Linked DNA regions of Gossypium arboreum: region 2 is linked to region 1. The links are chromatin contacts, called in public Hi-C maps. All regions are on one chromosome and are shown on one strand. Each heading gives the region's core, a stretch centred on a gene start, on an enhancer-like site or on the middle of the called end of the contact. The rest is flanking DNA. Distances are from core to core; before and after follow the strand shown.

Region 1 (5,514 bases), core at 1,929-4,428:
TGACCAAAAGATAAACTTACTAATACGAGTATAGGGGAAAGCGGTTGTCAAGGTTAGAACCCGAGATTAGGTGTCAACAAATACACCACGATACTAACAGTTGACAGTGCGATAAAATTGTTAATCACAATGCTGCAGAGAATGGAACATAACTTTCTTATTGAAGTTATGAAAGGAGTTTTTCTGTTCTAACTATCTGTATTAGAAAGATGTATCAAAGAGACATGAAATTATTGATTTTACATCACTTTACATTGTAATCTTGTACCAAAAGAAGCAGTTCGTATAATCATCACGAAAGAGAGGACGAGGAAGAAGGAAGGACAGCTTATGTAACTCTTAACGAACCTCTGAGTTCCATAGGCACAAGAGGGATGAGAGAATGCAGGACATCAGTTATCAATGGCCGATAACTCGGTTCAGGTTGTATGCACAGCACAGCAACAGCAGCGACCTATTCAGTACACAATATGAATCAACTTTTAAGACCAGATCGAGGTCATATGACAACACGAATATTCTTTTCGATATACCTGATATAGGTGCTTTAAATCCATTGTGTCTCTTATTAATGGATCCACTATATTCGGAAGTTCCAATCTGTTGGTAAGTTGGGGCATCGCCTGTCAAAATAGCAAATAATATGAAGTTCAACATACGGTAAAACAATTACTCCTAGAGGTAAATCTTAGGTTGAAAGAAAATTACCCAAGTGGCGATCGATTGGCACCGAGATGGTGACATTTGCTCTAGCGGTTTCTTTCCAACTAGCAGCTCTAGCAGGACGATTCCGAAAGCATATACGTCACTTTTATCAGTCAATTTGCCTGAGAAAAAAACACTCTTTGTTACTATTGAAATAAAAATCGAGACCAAATTTGGTACTCTGGACCAGAAAATGGAACAGATTTCATTTGGACTTAGTTATGTGTTAACAATGTGGAACTTTGGCTTACCTTCTAAGAGGTACTCTGGAGCTACATACCCCAACGTTCCTGACAACTTTACGTTTTTGTTTTGAGATCCAGTAACCACAGTAAGGCCAAAATCCGACAGCTAAGTAACGGAAACCATTCTGGTTAACATATATGCAAAGGTATGCAAAGACGAGGTTTGTTAGTGATAGCATCGTACATAATGTTACCTTAGCATTGAAATTGGAGTCCAGAAGAATGTTAGATGACTTAATATCTCGATGAATAACGGGTGGATTACAGTGCTCGTGAAGATATTCTAACGCTCTATCAGAGATCAATGAAAAAATTTAGAACCATGTTATAGCAACAAATTAGAGATTAAAACATAATTGGCTCAGAGTTTCACCTTGCAACATCGATTGCGATTTTCATCCGTAGTTGCCAAGTTAAAGCTGATCCTCGAGTCGGTCCTGTAACGTCCAAAACGAAATCGATGAAATTAGATCAAAGACAATATATTTTAGCTTCTTCCACATTGTTAGTTTCAAATAAGAAACAGAGTTTATACCATGTAATTGACTCTCCAAAGAACCATTTTGCATCATTTCATAAACAAGTAACTTTGATTCACCATGGATACAATATCCCAATAGTGAAACTATATTCTGATGCTGGATTTTGATCATCCAATCGACCTCATTCTGCACACATTCAATGAATATCGAATAAAGGCTGGGGAAAGACATTAGATCCGAAAGAGACTATGTCGAGGGGAGATCAGCTCCTTTGGGAGAAGTCTTCTAAGTGTCATTCACTTGACAGCCGATCCAGTCCTCCAATAAACTAAAGTATTTTCTTCTAGGAGAGGATTTTGTCTCTTGTGTTCTGCCGAGAGTCAGCGTGGCATGAGCAGCTGTCCTGAGAGCCTGGTTCACAGAGCCGGGAGCTGCTCGACTGTAGTGGGGTTTGAACCCCTGACCTATGGGGTATAAGTCACTTGTTGAGGGATATGGTACCACTCTGGTTCAGTCGGCTGCCTGACTTGGAAGACTTCTCCCGACCCTCAATAGACTGTATTCATATCAAGTTCAATTTTGCAACAAAATATCACCTCGAATTCTCTTTCAACATTATGTCCTCCACCATCTAATTTCTTCACAGCAGCAAGAAATTTCCCATCAAAACATGCTTTATAAACACGTCCACGACCGCCTTGACCCAAAACATTACTTTCCCGGAAATTGTTCGTCGCAGCTTCCAATAACCGATACTCAATAACAGCTACTGAACCCTTTTTGCTAGCCATTGGTAATGAATTAAACTGATCCACAATTGGACTCAACGAAAGTGTTTTTGTAGGTTCTTCAGATTGCATATTAAAAAACCAAAACAAAGAACACAGTTGCAATCAACAGACAAGACTTTGAGACCAAAACACAAAGGTGATTGAGTAAGACAAAAAGATACCCAGATTCCGTTTGGCTTCCCCATTGGAATTCTTCATGATTTTGTGTCTACAAATCCAGAAATATAACAAAAAGAGCAATATCCCACAAAGGAGAGTGGAAGCAACAATTAGAGTAACAAGGATTCTCTTGTTCAAATCTTGATGGTGCACTACTTTAATCACTGCCATTCCTGCTTTACCATTAACATAGCGTTAAGCATTATATATTGTTTTTGATGAAGCTAGCACTTATCCCTAGTTTCCCAAAAATCTCAAATGGTCTAAATCCCAATGCAAAGCATCTAATGGTGGTAAAGCATTTAGAGCAATGAAGAAGAAATACCTGGGGAAACAGCTTCCATTTGTGAAGAAAAGGAAGAAACAGTGGAGACAGGTGTGGTTCTAGCAAGAATTACAAGTGATAACAAAGACAAGAAACATTGCCACATGGGAAGTAATAACAGACAGAGAAGATTCATGTCTCTCCACTAAGACAAAGAGAAGAAAGATGTTTGCTGTTTCACTTTTGAATCTAAGAAAAAAAATACCCTTTCTTTGGAAAAAGAAAATGTAAGAAAATGGAGACAAAAAGTGGTAAGTATTGTTGCAAGCAAACCAAGAAAAAAAGAGAAAAAGGAAGAAGAAAAAAGTAGAGAAGGAGAGATCTTTCTTATTCAATTAAATACGTATAATCTAATTGATTTTGTCACTTTTTGTGTGAATGTGTGTTAAAGAGAGAGAAAAGAGCAGAGATGGGGGATATAGACAAAAGTGAAGTGTATCCATGTGTGGCAGTTATGAAAAAGGGAAAAAATTTATGAAGTTATGTGAGTTTGCTTTGGATGGACAGTTGGAAATGGATGTGGATAATGGTAGTAAGCTAAGAAAGGGCAATGGAACATCACTCCTTTTTGTTTTCGGTTAAATTTTACTATCAGTCCCTGTATTTGTGAAAGTTATGGATTTAGATCCTATATTTTAATTTGGTTACTTTTAAAATTTCAATCATCACCAAACAGCAATTATTGAATTCATTCAGTTAAGTTCTGCTATTTTCAAAATATAATACTGCAAACATATTATCATATATGTGATGGCATGCCAGATTATTATTTCCATATATTACTTAGTAAAAATTCAATTAATGGATTAAAATTTTAAAAATTGAAAAGTATAGGGACTTAGAATGATCGAACTAGAGAATATTAATTAAATCTACTACTATACACAAAGTAAAAGACTAGTAATTTAACCAAACGAATTTAATTGCTACTGTTTGGGTCAAGACTAAAATTCTAAAACTCAAAAAGTATAGAGACTAAAATTCATCAATTCAAGAATGAAAAGGACTCAAATTGATCAAATTAAAATATAGGGACTAAATTCACAAATTCTATAAAGTATAAGGACTTAATGGCGGAATTTAACCTTTTTTAAAAAAAAACTTTTCAGCTACATTCCTTATTAGCTAGGTAGTGTTCATCTGGTCCCTACGGGACAATCGATACATACTGTTTTTATTATCTATCAGTATTCTTAAATAAAATTTTGATTCGGGAAAAAAAAATTAGATTTTCAGTTTGGTTACAAAACAAATTAGTACACTATTTTGACTCTTTCTATTTCATCTAGCTGGACTTGCGTATAGATATTCAATCATTCAAAAGGTGTTTTGAAAAAATAATAATAATTAAATTTCAAAAGGAAAATTACAATTAAAAATAGATACTTTTTTTAATAAAAGTTCAGGATTATTTGATAACCGGATGAAAAAATTTCAATCACTTGAAAATTAAATATTTAAACACGTTTGGTAATTTATAAATAAAAATAATTTTATAGAATTTTTAATAAAATAAAAATTAGATAAAGAAATATGTTTGATAAACCATTGAAAATCAATATTTAATAATTATTTTAATTTTAATTTTAATTTTTACTTAACATAAAATTTTCAAAAAAATGTTGAATAAGATAAGTAAATATGTAACACCCCAAAAATTATAAGGTTAGAATTAACAAAAAAGAAACTCTAGTTTAGGTAGTAGAGAGCTTAGCAAATTCTCTAGAGAACCAAGGTTTAAGCTTCACTCTTTCCATTTCCCTTTATTTTTTCAGTAATTAAGGAACAAAATCAAGTTAGTATACATATAAATGTAGTAGAAAATAATTAAGAATGGATAGTATTCCAAATGGTAAGGCCTTAGTATAATTCCCCCTTGCATCAGGTTCAAATCATGTGAATTCTTTTCCATTTGTTTTAAATTTTGGTATAATGGTTTATTTCCCAAATCAGCCCTTAAAGTGTGAAAACCTTAACTATTTAATTCATATTTTTCCTAATCACATGTGGATTTTTACTTCTTTTTCAACCCTAATTAGTATTTCTCTTCGTTAGATACATATTTTTCTTTTATTTCCTCTTTTCTTTTTCATAAAATTCTCCATATTCTTTTAATGGAAATTTTATTTTTGAAACCCGAACCCGAAATCAACCTTGTTTAATCTATTCTTCATGTCGATTTAGAGTAACGATGTCAATTTCATTTATAACGTGCCAAAATCGGTAAGCATTCTTATTTCTAATTAAGAAGAACCCTAGAATTCTTGAATAACATCGTTCTTGACAATTTTCCAAAATTGATTTCACATCTTTTACGAGTTTTTCCGATAATCTTGATAATTACGATAAATCTTGAAAGTTGATATTAATTCTTACATATTTGTCAATTGAAAGACCCGTTGTAGGTATCCTAAATCAAATTTGGATGTGAGGATTGTTGTTTGAGACCCTAAAAGTCAGATGTATTTTTTTTACGAGAAAATCGAGGTAAAACTGAACCCAGCTAGATCACACGGCCTACCACATGGGCATGTGGGCTACCCGTGTGGACTGCACGACCACACACATGACCATGCCACCCCTGAAACCCTAGGTTTTCGCTTCTCACATGGCCTAGAACCTTTCATACAGCCTGTCACATGGTCACGTCTCCCCTATAAGCTGTTTTTTCGAACACAACACGGCCACAGCCTCTCCACGCGACCGTGTACCCCTTCCACATAGCGGTGTGTCCCTTGGAACCAGAATTTATAGTTTTGACCTAGATTTTACAATTTGTTCAGATTAGTCCCTGATTGATTCCCAAA
Region 2 (5,514 bases), core at 2,021-4,520, 300 kb before region 1:
ATAATCTTCCTTGCATTCAGACTTGGCCAAGTAGTAACTGTTTTCAAGATCCATTAACTAAATGGATAGCTTAGACAAACTGCGTAAATCTTATTCAGCATAGCATTAAGACCACCGATCTTTAGACCTAATATCTTTATCATTATGGACTTCATGCTGTTTTGCAGCAATGCCTGCACCCTGTCCGAGAACCCGGTTGATGGTAAACCATCTGCAAATTCCATTTGAACATCATTATCTAAAAGATCTCTGTCATCCTCCTCCAGCATCAGCCTGGAATTACTTGTCCCTTTTCCGTTTCCCAATACAATATCCTTAAACAAAACATGACCTTTATCCATCGTTTAATCCATCATATCCCCTTCATCAGGTGAAAAAATCCTCCTTACATAGTACCTTCTTCGCTGCCCTTCCAATGCCGGCATTGGAGTTAGCTCAATCTACCGGATTATCACTCATTTTTTCCCTTCTTCCTTTCTAAAGTATATGCATCAACGAGTTTATAGCTCATAAAACTCAATGATACAAGTTCAATGATCAATAGGAAAAGGAATATGGAGGTATATATATATTTCCTTTTGACAAGCATGGTAATGTCATGAGTTTAAAACTAGTTATCAGAAAAACAAACAAATAAATATTATTGGGGTTGGGTCTACACAAAATGGATTACAGTAATAGTAATATTAATAATTAAAAAAAAAGAAAGAAAGAAAAGAGAATAGGAAAGGATATGAATGTTAAAGTTTCCTTGTCATGGGAAAATAGGTATATAGGAGGAGTGAGTTTACATAATATAAATATATGACATAATCCTAATTTGGATGGCCAGCTGGACTTCTGTTCCAAGACAAGTAGGACGGATCACCAAGTGGCCTGCACATCATAATTAAACAAAGTATTTAACACATAAAATACATCTTAAAGACATACGGCAAAATCTTAACCTTGCTTATTGAGTTAAAACTTTTCATCGTCGGCACGAAGCTCACCTTGGCTTGATAACATAAAGAAGTATGAAGCAGACTGCTAAAAACAAGCACAGCCCTCCTACAATAATGTATGCAATTCCCAGGAAATCATTTTTCCCACCTATCCAACTTGTGGTTGAAAGTACCAACTTCTTCTTCCCCGAAAAACTGTAGGTGTTGTAATTGTTCTGGATTACGACCTGTATTTTCTCATTCGCTTGGAGGTCTTGCTCTATCTTCCCATACAGTTTCCTGAATGTCGGCAGTGCCGCAGTCCGCATCCATACCATCAGATCCTCTTGTTTACTTAACTGCATCCACAACCAAAATTCATAATCTCAAACCAGAACATCACTTAAATATGCAAATATGACAAGCACGGTATACTTACAGGTACAGAGGAATTCAGTTTTGCACCTCCGATCAAGCCTCCACTCTGGAAATTTTTCGGATATACATTCGATCCGAATTTATGCTCTTTGTCACTCTTCCATGCTATGTCATGTTTATTTACTTCTATTGTCTTACTATTCACCGAAAACACGTATGTGTCATTGAACAAACTCCATGCGACAAGACCACAGGGAACAATTGGACCATCCACCGTTTTGTCTTCAGGGCTACAATCTTTTGTGGATTTCTCATCTGACACGCTCCTCAATTGTTTATCACTCCGACTTTTTACATAACTGCAAATGTTTTTCCGCATTTAGAAAATATTTCGAAAGATGAAAACTAAAAATATTAAAAGGTTTTCAACATCAAGCTCCATAAAAGGAACTGCAAAAGAAATTTTATGCCTAAATCAGGTCCTTCTAAATCCAATAAAATGTAAACAATCATGAAACTTAAACATGGTATCAATAAACAAGTATAAATATAGAACATTTCTTTGAATAAGATTCCACGTACCGGCGATGGTTTTGGTAGTAGTTATCAAGCTGATAATAGATAAAAACAGGGCTTTTCATCAGCTTAGGAACCTGGAAAAGAGGAGGAATTATAAAGGAAAGGGTAAGTTAATACTCGTTAGCAGAATGGACATGTTAAGACGAAATGTCGAAGAACACGAAAAACAGATATAAGCTAGAAATCCCTTGAACATCATTAACAAACAAAACAAAAAAACAGAGAAAGCATTGGACTAACCGTCAAAGTCCTAACACAAGATTTATTAATTGATGGATTTTGGATAAATTTAAGCTTATCATTGGAATAATCAGAAGGAACACAACTTTCATCATAACGATCGACGATTTCCACCACCTATATACAACAAAGCAACAAAAGAATTTTAAGTTAAACATGGATCAATAGCAACGAACAAAATAAAAGAATAAACTACCTTTTCTGAAGCAGACAATGAAACAAGTCCCAATGGGATGAAGATGATTCCTATGATGGTAAATGTTGAAATGACCTGAAAATACCCCCCCCCCAAAAAAAAAGTATTAAAATAAATATGAGAAAAATCATAGCTTCCTCCTACCTAGGTAGATCCGAGTAAAAAGATAGAGCTAAAGTTTGAGACATAATGAATGTGTTCAAGTGCTTATGTCATCAAAGTTCCATACATACATACACACATACATGCATACATACATATATACATACATATACATATGTATATGTTCATACCAATCCAGGTGTAAGAATAGGTTTGCAAGCAGGAAGCTCTTGCTGCGTGAACCTAGAATCTGCAACCAAACAAAACAAATATGAGAATTTAACAAAAAGCCCAATCCTTGATTCCGAAAAAAAAAAAACTACATAAAATCCTTAACCATTCACCAAGAACAAATTATCAAAAAATGGACACGAAACTATATACTCATCAAATTCCAACCAAAACCCAGAGTTTCTTTTTCCTTGTTGTTTTGACATTGGGTATTATGACCCACATTGCACCCATTAACAGATTGATGAAAAAGAAAAGAAATGATAATAAATAAATAAAATCCAGCAAGGCAATGCGGTAGTGAGAGAGATGAAGAGGAAAGGGGGGAAAGAAGGGAACATACATACGGGTTTTCTGGAATGCTTTTTGCTGGAAGATTTAGAAGTTGAACCACCACCAGCGGCGGAGCTCGTGGTGGCTCCGTTGGTATCCATATCGTATGAAATAGTTTGTTGTGGAAAAGTGGATTTTTTGGAATATTAGGGGGGTGGCCAAGGAAAGGGCAAGACTATAATAAAAGAAAATTTGATATTAAGAAAAAAAGAAAGTTGGTTAGGCAGCTTGGAGTGGTAGGAATGAATAGACAATTACAAAACGATTGGAAATGAGAGAGAATCGGATAGTCTTTAATGTAAACTTATAATAGACAACCTTAATACCTCTATCATATCATACCTGTCCATTGGATCGAAAATTGATTAAAATATTAGTCACGAGAAAAATATTTAATTGATTGATTTAAGAATTAGTATGCACAAATTGAATTGAGTAAAAAACCGATTGAACTAAATTTTTACTTTTTAATATTTTTTTATAAATTTTTAATGATCTATTTAATCAAGCTAGATAAACTGGTCCTAGCAATTGGATCGGTGATCCGATTGCCTAATCAATTCAGTCATCGATCCAATTCCAAAAATCTTGGTAAAATTATTTGATACTAAAAATTACAAGAGTAAAATAATAATTTTAAATTTCAAATTAGGATGGAGTGAAGTCTTAACATTTATTACGATTGTCACGCTTCATTAAATGCATTTATTTATTCAATTAATTGCACCATATATCTTCAAACTATGATTCTTATTTTATATTGGTTTTCTAACTTTAAAATACTCTAATTATATCTTTAAATTATAAAGGTTATATCAATTCGGTCCTTCAATTACTAAAATAGTTGATTTAACCATTAAATTACACATCATATCTTATGTGACATGATTTAAAATGAAAATTTTAAAGAACTATGAATATTGTAAAAATATATGTCGAAAAAATTCTTGATTTTGAGGTTTTCAAGATTTTACAAAAGTAATATCGTTATCTCTCTTTTTTGATTTATTTTGTTTTTAGTTTTATTTTTAAAAGTTAAGCGGCAACGTTTTACTTTTATTTAAATTCTTTATTTTAAATTATGTCATATAATATTTGATGTATCATTTAATGATTAAATTAATGTTTTAATAATGGAATGGCCTAATTAATATAACATCAACAGTTTAAGGATGTAATTAGAATATTCTCAAGTATGAGGACCAATTCAAAGTGTAAGTCATAATTTGGAGATGTTTGGTGCAAAACTCCCCCATTTGGAGTGATAGTAGAATTTTTAATTTCGAAAATAAGTTTAAAAAATCACAATGTGTTTTTAATTCGTATTAAAAATAAAAATAAAAATAAAAATAAAAATAAAAATAAATAAATGAGAGCTTTTTTCTTTTATAGTTGTGAAGTTAAAAGGTGAATTTGTTGATTTTACCTTCAATTGTAACTGAACTAATAATAATAAAATAGGAGATGAACACAAAAGTTTGATTACGTAGTTCGAGAACTTCTTACTCAATGGACTTCGCCTAGAGAGTAATTTGATATAAATAAACTCATACAAAATATAATTTAAGTCCATTTCAGTTAGGGGTGTGCAAAATTAGGGTAAAACTGAAAAAATTCGATTAGCTGACCGAATTCAGTTAATCGGTCGGTTAGCCGAATTAATTCGATTGGGGGTCAATTAATAATTTTTTGAGTTTTCAGTTAACGGCTAATTCAGTTCGAAACCGGTTAGTTAACCGAATTTTTTAGTTAACCAAAAAAATTAATAAATAAAATTATAATATATAAATAGCCTAGTATATTTACTCAAATCCAATCCAACATAAACCCAATCTAATATATATAAACCCAAGTACCCAACCCAACCCAACCCAATCATAAAAATTACTGTAGAGGCCCAAATTTGCCCGGCCCAACAAATTAAAATCAAACCTAAATCCTACCCAATTCACAAACCCAATTACAAAATCAGACCCAAAACTAAGCCCAAATAATAAAAACCCTAGCGCAATACAACCTAAACTTATTAAAAAAAAAAAAGACAAAACCCTAGCCACCTTACTTCCCACTTGCATCTACTCCACCACCTTGTCTCCCACTTGCACCTACACCATCAAATGGAGAAGAGACATAGAATGATAAGAAATGTATGTAAGATGGCTATAAAAGCAAAACCAAAAGTCCATTGTAGGAGGGAGAGGAGGAAAGAATTGTATTTTTGAAAGGTTTTTTTAATACAAAAAAAAGAGAGAAGAATGCAAAAGCAAAAGGTTTGCAAGCAAATCTGAAATAAAAAAAGCGAGTATTGAAGAAGAAAAGATTCAAACGCGTTAAGGTTTTTATTTCTTTTTTCCTTTTTATTTTCACTTTCTTTTGTACATATAAACATTTTATCTTTTTTTCTTTTCTTTCGAAAATAGTATTCATATATTTAGATATAAAAATAAAAAAGAAAACAAAAAATAATACATTTTTTAAATTCCAGTCACCACGCACGGTGGCCGGCGACAGCGGCAAAGACAGTAAACGGCG

The links. Hi-C and Micro-C count contacts between places; a contact is called where the count stands out from the background.
Region 2: a contact with region 1 is called in a Hi-C map of leaf, with 3 times the contacts expected there. The contact joins the promoter of LOC108454816 here to the promoter of LOC108484606 in region 1. A contact is called at or near these places in 2 of 5 Hi-C or Micro-C datasets (both in leaf).

Annotation. Positions count from the first base shown.
Region 1 is chr6:3,525,967-3,531,480 of ASM2569848v2, reverse strand. It overlaps LOC108484606 (probable receptor-like protein kinase At1g80640), which reads right to left and starts at 3,178. Exons shown (of 10, transcript XM_017788457.2): 1 at 2,708-3,178; 2 at 2,385-2,555; 3 at 2,029-2,279; 4 at 1,486-1,618; 5 at 1,324-1,387; 6 at 1,145-1,241; 7 at 957-1,056; 8 at 709-827; 9 at 534-623; 10 at 137-454. The coding sequence starts at 2,843. The coding sequence ends at 329.
Region 2 is chr6:3,827,588-3,833,101 of ASM2569848v2, reverse strand. LOC108454816 (ALA-interacting subunit 1-like) reads right to left here and starts at 3,270. Exons shown (of 8, transcript XM_017753397.2): 1 at 2,993-3,270; 2 at 2,610-2,668; 3 at 2,317-2,391; 4 at 2,121-2,237; 5 at 1,884-1,954; 6 at 1,363-1,660; 7 at 993-1,282; 8 at 615-876. The coding sequence starts at 3,083. The coding sequence ends at 816.